Regions from separate parts of the Sus scrofa genome. Here region 2 is linked to region 1. The links are chromatin contacts, called in public HiChIP or PLAC-seq maps. All regions are on one chromosome and are shown on one strand. Each heading gives the region's core, a stretch centred on a gene start, on an enhancer-like site or on the middle of the called end of the contact. The rest is flanking DNA. Distances are from core to core; before and after follow the strand shown.

The links. HiChIP or PLAC-seq counts read pairs in DNA pulled down with a chosen protein or histone mark.
Region 2: a contact with region 1 is called in an H3K27ac HiChIP or PLAC-seq map of skeletal muscle. The contact joins two enhancer-like sites. A contact is called at or near these places in 11 of 47 Hi-C or Micro-C datasets (alveolar macrophages, blood, embryonic fibroblasts and 7 more) and 2 of 2 datasets of contacts at active chromatin or transcription factors (alveolar macrophages and skeletal muscle).

What each region holds. Positions count from the first base shown.
Region 1 is chr14:76,651,407-76,655,850 of Sscrofa11.1, forward strand. The region is part of intron 2 of LOC102160869 (atherin-like); the gene reads right to left. Among named protein-coding and RNA genes, the nearest start is that of PLAU, 24 kb to the left of the region's middle. Within about 2 kb of position 1,900, at least 22 of the 83 cell types and tissues checked have an H3K27ac peak or open chromatin away from gene starts, as enhancers often do. A contact at or near this core is called in skeletal muscle, where this site is marked.
Region 2 is chr14:76,795,581-76,800,155 of Sscrofa11.1, forward strand. VCL (vinculin) reads left to right here. Exons shown (of 21, transcript NM_213934.1): 15 at 566-674; 16 at 1,792-2,094; 17 at 3,567-3,691. Among named protein-coding and RNA genes, the nearest start is that of AP3M1, 38 kb to the right of the region's middle. Within about 2 kb of position 3,306, at least 4 of the 83 cell types and tissues checked have an H3K27ac peak or open chromatin away from gene starts, as enhancers often do. A contact at or near this core is called in skeletal muscle, where this site is marked.

The DNA.
Region 1 (4,444 bases), core at 650-3,149:
TTCCATGGAAAGGTTTATTTGTGCCATATATATTAGATTCCAGATATAAGTGAAATTGTATGGTATTTGTTTTCTCTTTCTGACTTATTTCACTTAGTATGAGAGTCTCCAGTCCATCCATATTGCTGCAAATGGCATTATTTTGTTCTTTTTTATGGCTGAGTAGTTCCTGAGTGCTTTAGATCCCGCATACCTCGGTTCCAATCTTTACCTGAACTTTTATTTTTATTTTTATTTTTTTGCATTTTAGGGCTGAAACCACAGTATATGGGAGTTTCCAGGCTAGGAATCAAATCAGAGCTACAGTTGCTGGCCTACTCCACAGCCATGGCGACTCGGGATCCAAGTCACATCTGCGACATACATTCTAGCTCATAGCAATGCTGGCTCCTTAACTCACTGAGCAAGGCCAGGGATCGAACCTCCATCCTCATGGATACTAGTTGGATTCGTTTCTGCTGAGCCACAACAGGAACTCCATACCTGAACTTTTAACTGTTTCCCTTCTTGTTCTTGTCTGGCCCTGTGGTTTGACTCTTGACAGATGTGTTTGTCCTAATTGGGTTTTCCAGCAGGCCTTGTCCCTGTTCCAGGCCTGCATGAGTCATCAAAGTCTTTCCTCTGTCTTCCCTCTTACAGCTTTTTATCTTCCCACAGTCTTAGCCTTGAGAGTAAGGAAAAACTCTCCCAAGGGCCTAGGATCTAAGCGTACTCAGGCAGACACGCGTTTTCCTGCATCTCAGGAAATGTAGTGGACTCTTCAAGAGCTAAATTCTTCTAAACATCCTGTATTTCCCAGAGTGTCTTTGTGGAAATTCTGTGAGATGTTAATAGATGTTAAATGGGATGAAGAGTTTTATAGTCAAATAAGTTTGGGGAAAGTTCTGTGAGCTTGGTTTCTTGTCTACAACAAGGCTTCTGAGAGCGCTTGAAATAGTATGTTCAGGATAAAGGTCCAATAAGGGCATCTCCACAGTTCACAATCCAGTACCCCAAATCCCTGGGGTAAGATGTATTTAGAATTCAGAATTTTTCAAATTTCAATAAGGCGTTGTGGTAAATATACTATTTATCACACAGCATCACTAGCAAAGTGGGACAGGCCCTGTAATCACATACTTCTGTGGCAAGACATATGGATATTCACACTAAGTGGATTAAATAAAGAATCTGAAAAATTTCACATCAATTTAGATCAGGTTCTGTCCCTGATTTATGAAAAAAACTTTTGAGGACTTTTTGAACTTCAACTTTGTAGATAAAAGATGGTGGACCTGAGAATGTTGCCCCTCAATCTTGTTTGGCCACAGAACCCCTTTCGCCAGGAGCATCTGGCAGGAAAAGCATCTGTAGTCCCCTTAGGACACTTGAGCTATTGGTCTGCAATGAAACTCTCCCAGGGGAGGGAACACACCATGGCCTGGCCAGGCACTCACATTAGCCTCATCATCTCTGGTGACAACTAGAGGAGATGGGGATTGTGACAGCTGAACCAGGAGGAAAAGTGTGAAACCAAGGACTGGCCAGAAACAATAGATCTGGTCTGGCAGTCACGGTACTTGGCCTTTAGGCCTCTGGTGGACAAAAGGGGCATGAAGAAGCGCAGCACTGAGGAGACACATGCTAGTGTTGTTTTCTTCCTAGCATTCTTCCACATTTTTTGAATGTCCTTAAAAAACTTCATGATTTCCCCCCCACCCCCGATTATTGTTTTCTACTGCAAGAAGTTGTTCTGAGTGTTGCTAAGGGAGAAAGGCAGGCTCAGGGCTGATGCTCACCCTGAGGGCAAGATGCTGGATCTCTGGGAGGATGACTTTCTGTTGTTCTGGCATCACTGTCCCAGCCCAGAGCTGAGGTGGAGCGGGTGGGGTGGGGTGCACGCATAAGGCCAGTGTCCCTTGGGTAAGGAGGAGGATGTTATATTTGTGGAAGATTTCCAGGAAGACTTCCTGCTCCGACCAAAACAACACAAAGACAGGAAAAGGATCTGGAGTCTAAGAGGAGGAATAATGGATCAGAGTAGAAACTTTGGGATGGAGCCTAGCATAGAGAAGCCTCCCTCTTGCCATCCAGCTATGTTCTTCCAGCCAACAGAGAGCATTTCTCCGTAGGATGACAGGTTGGGAGCAGGAAGAAGAGGGGGCCTAGTAACTCTAGAACTATACCCATCTTCGTCTTATCCACTCTGCACTTAGTGAAATATTTCACTGTGGCCTGGCCCATGGGGGGTGGGGGTGGAGAGTGGGTGGAGGACAAGGAGGGCTATTTGGGGAGGGCCTCACATTTACGAAGGGCCTCAAATACAGACCTTAAATGCGTGGGCTTGTATATTCATCACAGAGGTACACTCAGCCTCACTCACCAGGTTCAGCAGAAGACCTCATCCCAGACTCACAGCATTACCAAGCCATGCCGACGGGTGTGCTGAACATTATTACTGTTTTCACATAGCTTGTGAATTGTCCCTTTATGTTGCATTGTATGTGTATATGTACAGGTGTGAGAGGAGGCACAAGCTTTAATTGGCTAAGTATAAACATGTGAAATAGACCACAATTTAGTAACTATTTTTTGGCATTAAAAAAAAAATACCAGGAGTTCCCGTTGTGGCGCAGTGGTTCACGAATCCGACTAGGAACCACGAGGTTGTGGGTTCGATCCCTGCCCTTGCTCAGTGGGTTAAGGATCAGGCGTTGCCGTGAGCTGTGGTGTAGGTTGCAGACACGGCTCGGATCCCGTGTTGCTGTGGCTCTGGCGTAGGCAGGAGGCTACAGCTCCAATGTGACCCCTAGCCTGGGAACCTCCATATGCCTCAGGAGCGGCTCAAGAAATGGCAAAAAGACCAAAAAAAAAAAAAAAGTAAAATGGAAATTGTCTGGCCCCATCTTCACCTCTGAGAAGGATAAGGGGAGTTTCAAGCAAGAGGCTTAGAGCATCTCTTCCAGCTGGGTGCTTGGACTCAGCTTCTGGAGAGCAGGGTATTAGGCCAGCCCCTGGGCCCTCCTTGCACTGTTCCCACCCGCTCTGGTTCATCTGCATCACTCTAGCGGCCTCTGCTGGGCTGGAGGTGAAAGGCGACCCAAGATGAGGTGGCTCAGAACTCTGATTGGGAAGCTGGGTGGGAAGGTCTGATGGGCAGTAGGAGGACTGTGGTAACAGAAGGGGCCCAAAGAAGATAAGATCTAACTACCTCAAGGTTTTTTATGCCATGTTCTGGTTTAGGAAATTGTTCTGATAGTGGTGCCGAGGAAGGGACACAAGTCCAGGTCTGAGGGCAAGATGGCTGAGCCCTGGGAGAGAAATGTTTTGCCCCCAAAGAGCAACAGCTGGGTGGAGACTCATGATTCAGTTTCTTCTCTTCTGACTCCTGCCTCCATATGGTGACCACAAAGGGCCTGGCCTCCCTGAAAAGATCAGCCACCCTCTTTCAGGCAGCTGGTTGGGTCATGAACCCTCTGGTTCAGAGAGAGAGAGAGAGCAGGAAGGCTTGCTGAGGCCTCCTGGCCGCAGCTGTTTTCTGATCTAGCTTTTACTGAAAAATCTTGTTCTGAGGGCAAGCAGGAGCCTTACCCATCCAGTTGATGAAAATCCTTCTTCTTGCCCACATGGCATTTTCCCTGTGAGGTAGAAGGTAGCATTCAGGCCCCCAAACCCATCTTTGAACATACTGGTGACCAAGTGGGTCCCAGGGAGTATTTGAGATAAAAATAACCCATGGGAGCCCACAGCTTAGTGCAGCTGCTGTGGCTAGTGACAGAAGTTGGTATCAGGTTATTGAGAAAATAGAGCCTTTTAGGTCTGGTTAAGGTTCACTTCAAGCAGACAGAGGTTGCAGTCATCAGAAATAAAGCAGTTTACACCGCCCCAGTTTGCTTTCCCCCTTCACTCTGTTTCTCATTCAGCACTGCAGATGGAAACTTTAAACTGTAGAAAAAGCAGTTTCACACAGACTGAGAACACTTATATGTGAAGTTCAGGTCCTTAAGTTGCTAGTAGTAGCAGACACCCCTAATTCTGTCCTCTTTCTCTTGTTTGTTCATTGCCCGTGAGAGCTGTGGCAGAACTGACCCCTCAGTCCATGGGGGGGTTCAGAGGTTCCTGAAATTATGCCCCTCTTCTAGTCAAATGTCCGGGTCAGCCTGGGCTGCCTGATGGCACAGGGTCTTGTCATGGTGTGGCTTTCAAAGGACAGAGGAGATGGGTCAACCATAATATAGTGGTCGGTTTTTATCAATGTACAATAAAGAGGAAAAGCATACTTGTAGTAATTGAAAAAGCCCATTTCTGGAGCAATCTGTATCTAGGAATTGGATTTGCTCAGACTCAGGATTACTATCTGCAATGTACAGGAAACTCCCAAAGACCAAGACAATGGAAAAGAAATCCAATGGAAAAGTAATAGATCTGGAAGTCATAGAAGGGAAATCAGAACAGCTGGCAAGCA
Region 2 (4,575 bases), core at 2,056-4,555, 150 kb after region 1:
AATGTCAGTTCCTTCCCCAAGTGCTGTAACTGACTAGCTGGGAGCTCTTGAGCAAGTCACGTAACTGTTCTGTGTTTTGGGTTTTTACAGCCGTGTAGTGGAGAAATTACTGTCCGGTCTCTCTCATAGGTTTATTGTGAGGATTCAGTAAGATCATGTATATGAAAGCATTTTGTGAACTGTGGACAGTTATTTCTAATAAATATTCATAAATGTCTTAAATAACTTTTAGTATCTTTCTTAGTAGTGCTTTTTAAGATGGGAGAGTTGACCCCGAGGGCTTGAGTATCTGTCTGTTTTGTGTATGTTGAGAAGTATCAAACACCCTTTTACTTTGTCACTTTATTACCTTCTTGAAATCAGGCTATGACGGTAACACGTTTTGTGAGAGCCCATTCTGGGGAGCCATTTATGTGACCGAAACTAAAGTGTTTGATCTGAAAAGAGACTTGTCAGTTTTTGGCCTTAGAGTGCCATCTGTAGGTAAAGAGGGGGCAAGCTTTGCAGGAGGTTTATTTGAGTGGGAAGGTGCTCTGGTGCTTAAAGCTTGTTTTGTTCCCCCCAGGTTGTCTCAGCCGCTCGCATCTTACTTAGGAATCCTGGAAATCAAGCTGCTTATGAACATTTTGAGACCATGAAGAACCAGTGGATTGATAATGTTGAAAAAATGACAGGTAGAGTTGTGTGGGATCATAAGAACTTATTATCTAATCCACGAGGAACGAGTTCTGAGAAACTCAAGCAGGACCGGTTGTGTAATTGGATAAAGGAACGGTCATGTGCTCAACAGTGTACTTGGCCCTGTTAAGGCTGCTGAGCAGCGGCGGCTCCTCATACGGGCTCTTCACCTTTGTCCGAAGAGAGACTCTTTGAGTAGCTTTCATTTTAATGCTGCTCTCCCGGTGTGATGTTTATTGTTAAAGTGCCTATCTTCTCTTTGAATAGTGTCTTTGCTCTGTGTGAGCCAGAGTTTGGTTTCAGAGGCTGAGAGGCGGTATTTGTGGATACAGTCAGTGTCCCTGTTATTTTCGGCGGGTTCACATTTCAAGGAACCACAATGGCTACCATTTAATACAACTTGTCTCAGAATTTCCTCCAACTTATCAGCTACGTAGTTTCCAAAAAGGAGAAACCAGCCACCAACCAACCTGCGTCTGTGCAGTCGAAGGGGCACCTCTGAATCTTCGTCCTCTGTGGAGGGAGGGATGCGAGAGGAAGGGGAGAGGGATGTAGGCACTTTGGCTTCCCTGTACAACCTGCAGGGACAGGGGGCCGTAGCAGCCAGAGATGAAAGCGGAGCTCCGGAGGTGTCTGCAGTGAGGTAACAGAAACAAGAAGCAGGCTGTTAGGGTTATTGGAATCCTCTGCATGGCTCCTTTTGGGCACTTCAAGCTGCCAACAAGCAACAGATGGCTGGGGAGTGAGAACGGGAGGGGGGAAAATGCTGTTAACAGATAATGTGGCGCTGATGTGGTGAGGGTTTCAGACGCAATCCTTGTTTCCTCCTGATCCTTTTCGGCCTGTCTGTGGTAGATACAAGAAGTCCGGTGGCCACAATTGGTATAAATGCCGTGAGTCTGTCTGGCCTCCTGGGCTATATCCTCCCTTTTAAATTTTTGTGTGTTTAGTAATCACCTGGAGGCTTTTGATTATGTTAAGAAGGGCTTTGAGCCGAAGGTGAGAATTATGGGTGTTGCACTTTTCATGTGAGAAGCTGGAGTGGACACCAGAGTTTTGGAGTTTCTGTTCTTCTAAAACAGCGCCTAAATTCCATTTCTCTTCTCTGGACAGGGTTGGTGGACGAAGCCATTGACACCAAATCTCTGTTGGATGCTTCCGAAGAAGCGATTAAAAAAGACCTGGACAAGTGTAAAGTAGCCATGGCCAACATTCAGCCTCAGATGCTGGTTGCTGGGGCAACCAGCATCGCTCGTCGGGCCAACCGCATTCTGCTGGTGGCTAAGAGGGAGGTGGAGAACTCTGAGGATCCCAAGTTCCGTGAGGCGGTGAAAGCTGCCTCTGACGAATTGAGCAAAACAATCTCCCCAATGGTGATGGATGCAAAGGCTGTGGCAGGAAACATTTCTGACCCTGGTAAGCAAAGCCTGGTGTGATTCACCTCAGCTGAGAGATTAATTCAGGGAGCCGACTGGCTGGGGAGAGGGTATGCACCCCACAGCCACTACATACAAAGTCTGGGAGCAAATACTGCAGATTCTTAGTTTGAGGATGCTATAGGTTAATTTTTTCCTGTCCAAAATATATTGGAGAGAATATTTCCTGCAATACTGGCAGGGTTATCGTTAGTTTCTCTGGTTCATCCTCTCTGCACTTTCTTAACATCGCCTGTCATTATTTTGGAAAGTTCTCAAAAGTTGCCTGATAGCCAGGTTACCAACCATTTAGTTTATGTAACTAGCATAACTTTTGCTTTTTTTTTTTGGTCTTTTTGCCTTTTCTTGAGCCACTCCTGCGGCATATGGAGGTTCCCAGGCTACGGGAATCGGAGCTGTAGCCGCCGGCCTACACCAGAGCCACAGCAACGCGGGATCCGAGCCGCGTCTGTGACCCATACCACAGCTCACGGCAATACCGGATGCTTAACCTACTGAGCAAGGCCAGGGATTGAACCCGCAACCTCATGGTTCCTAGTTGGATTCTTTAAACCACTGCGCCACAACAGGAACTCCAACTTTTGCTTTTCTTAAAATGCTTTTGCTCTGAACAACATTCTCTATTTCTGTCAAATCTGGAGGGCTTAAATTGACCTATGGGTCTCCTAGGTCATTATCTTGGTCCTACACCAAAAAATCTGGATTTCCTTTAGCTGAATTTTGATTGTGTTTTCATTACTGCTAAAGAGATTACCACTCCTTTTTTGGTTGGAAACATCTGAATTCCTTCTTGCTGTGAGCATCCAATGTTTGTAGCCTTGTCTGTGAGTAGAATCCACCCAGTGTGAGGGAGTGGGGAGGAGGGGGCCGCCCTGCTTGTCCCCAGCCCTGGCAGAATCTTTCTAGTTTTCTCAACCCACCATCACTAAGGACATGCTCAGTGTCCTCTGTGGAGTTTTTCATAGTTTGAGTCGATTCTTGAATGTTAGGTGACCGGACACAGTAGCAACAGCTCAACGTAGGGGTTAATATGCTGAATGCCAAGCCGAGCCAAGGGCAGGGAGAAAGGTGAGAAGGGCTCCAGGGAACGTGTGCACATCTGAAACGGCCAGCTCCCCTTTCTGAGTGGGGCAGGCTTCTCTCTTGGCTGCTCCAGTGTGAGAGGCAAAGAGCACCACCTGAGCCCAAAGCCTTCATGCCCAGCAATGTCCTAAGTACTTACTAGTTACGTAAACCAGGCAGCACACTGAGCACTACAGGGGACAGCTGGTCTGTGACACTTGTGACTCTTTGCTGGCCTTAGGCCCTTACCTCCTTTTCCCTTCAGTCTCTGCCTGTGCTGCTCACTGGCAGCTGCATATCCAGCTTTTGTTACTGGAAACCAGTTCTTCTGCTGGACAGTGCTCCAGGGCACGGACCTGCCCAGCTGAAAGTGACGGTGTCTGTGTTTAGGCCTGCAAAAGAGCTTCCTGGACTCAGGATACCGGATCCTGGGAGCCGTGGCCAAGGTGAGAGAAGCCTTCCAACCTCAGGAGCCTGACTTCCCGCCTCCTCCGCCAGACCTTGAACAGCTCCGCGTAAGTAAATTCAGAGAGAGAGGGGGAGAATTGAGCATCAGGGTGATGGGACTGAAGCAAGAGAGAGGTAGACTGTTCTGGAGCCTCAATCCCTAGGGGGCTTTGTTGAACTTATTCTTGAAACTTAGTCAGACGCACAACTGGTCTTTCATTCTGGAATCTAGTGGAGTCCTGACGCAGTGCTTATGCATGGGGTGTGCTGGGTTAAGTGGGGGTCTGTGGTGTTGGCCTGCTGTGATGAGAGTGACTGGCTTTGGTGAGTGTGGGTGTGATGAGTGATGAGTTAGTGAGGAGTGGGAAAATAATCTGCACAGCTTGTGGTGAGAATTTGTGTTCCCAGTTGATGGCAAAACTGAGGTGGTTAGACTCTGTGTTCTTTCCTTAGCCTGACTTTTTTCTAGTAGCAAAAGTATAGTCCTTTTTTTTAAAAAAAATTATTTTTCCCCAACCATAATTTAAAAATTTTGATGCCGCACAAAGTATCATGAATTTTTCTTTTTTTCTTCTCCCATAGGTAAATGGTTTAGGAGGAGGGAAACTGGGCAATAACTTATAGATAACAGAGTTCCCATTGTGGCTCAGTGGATTAAGAACCCTGCTAATACCCATGAGAACGTGGGTTCAATCCCTTGCCATGCTCAGTGGGTTAAAGGATCCAGTGTTGCTGTGAGCTGTGGTGTAGGTTGCAGACGAGGTTTAGGCCTGGCATTGCTGTGTCTGTGGTGTAGGCTGGTAGCTGCAGCTCAGATTCAACCTCTAACCTGGGAACTTCCATATGTGGCAAGGGCAGCCATTTAAAAAAAAAAAAAAAGTTTGTAGATACAACCTAGTTAGAAGTAGACTTCCGTAGCCTTCAATGCTTCTTTTTGTTGTTTTTGGCCACA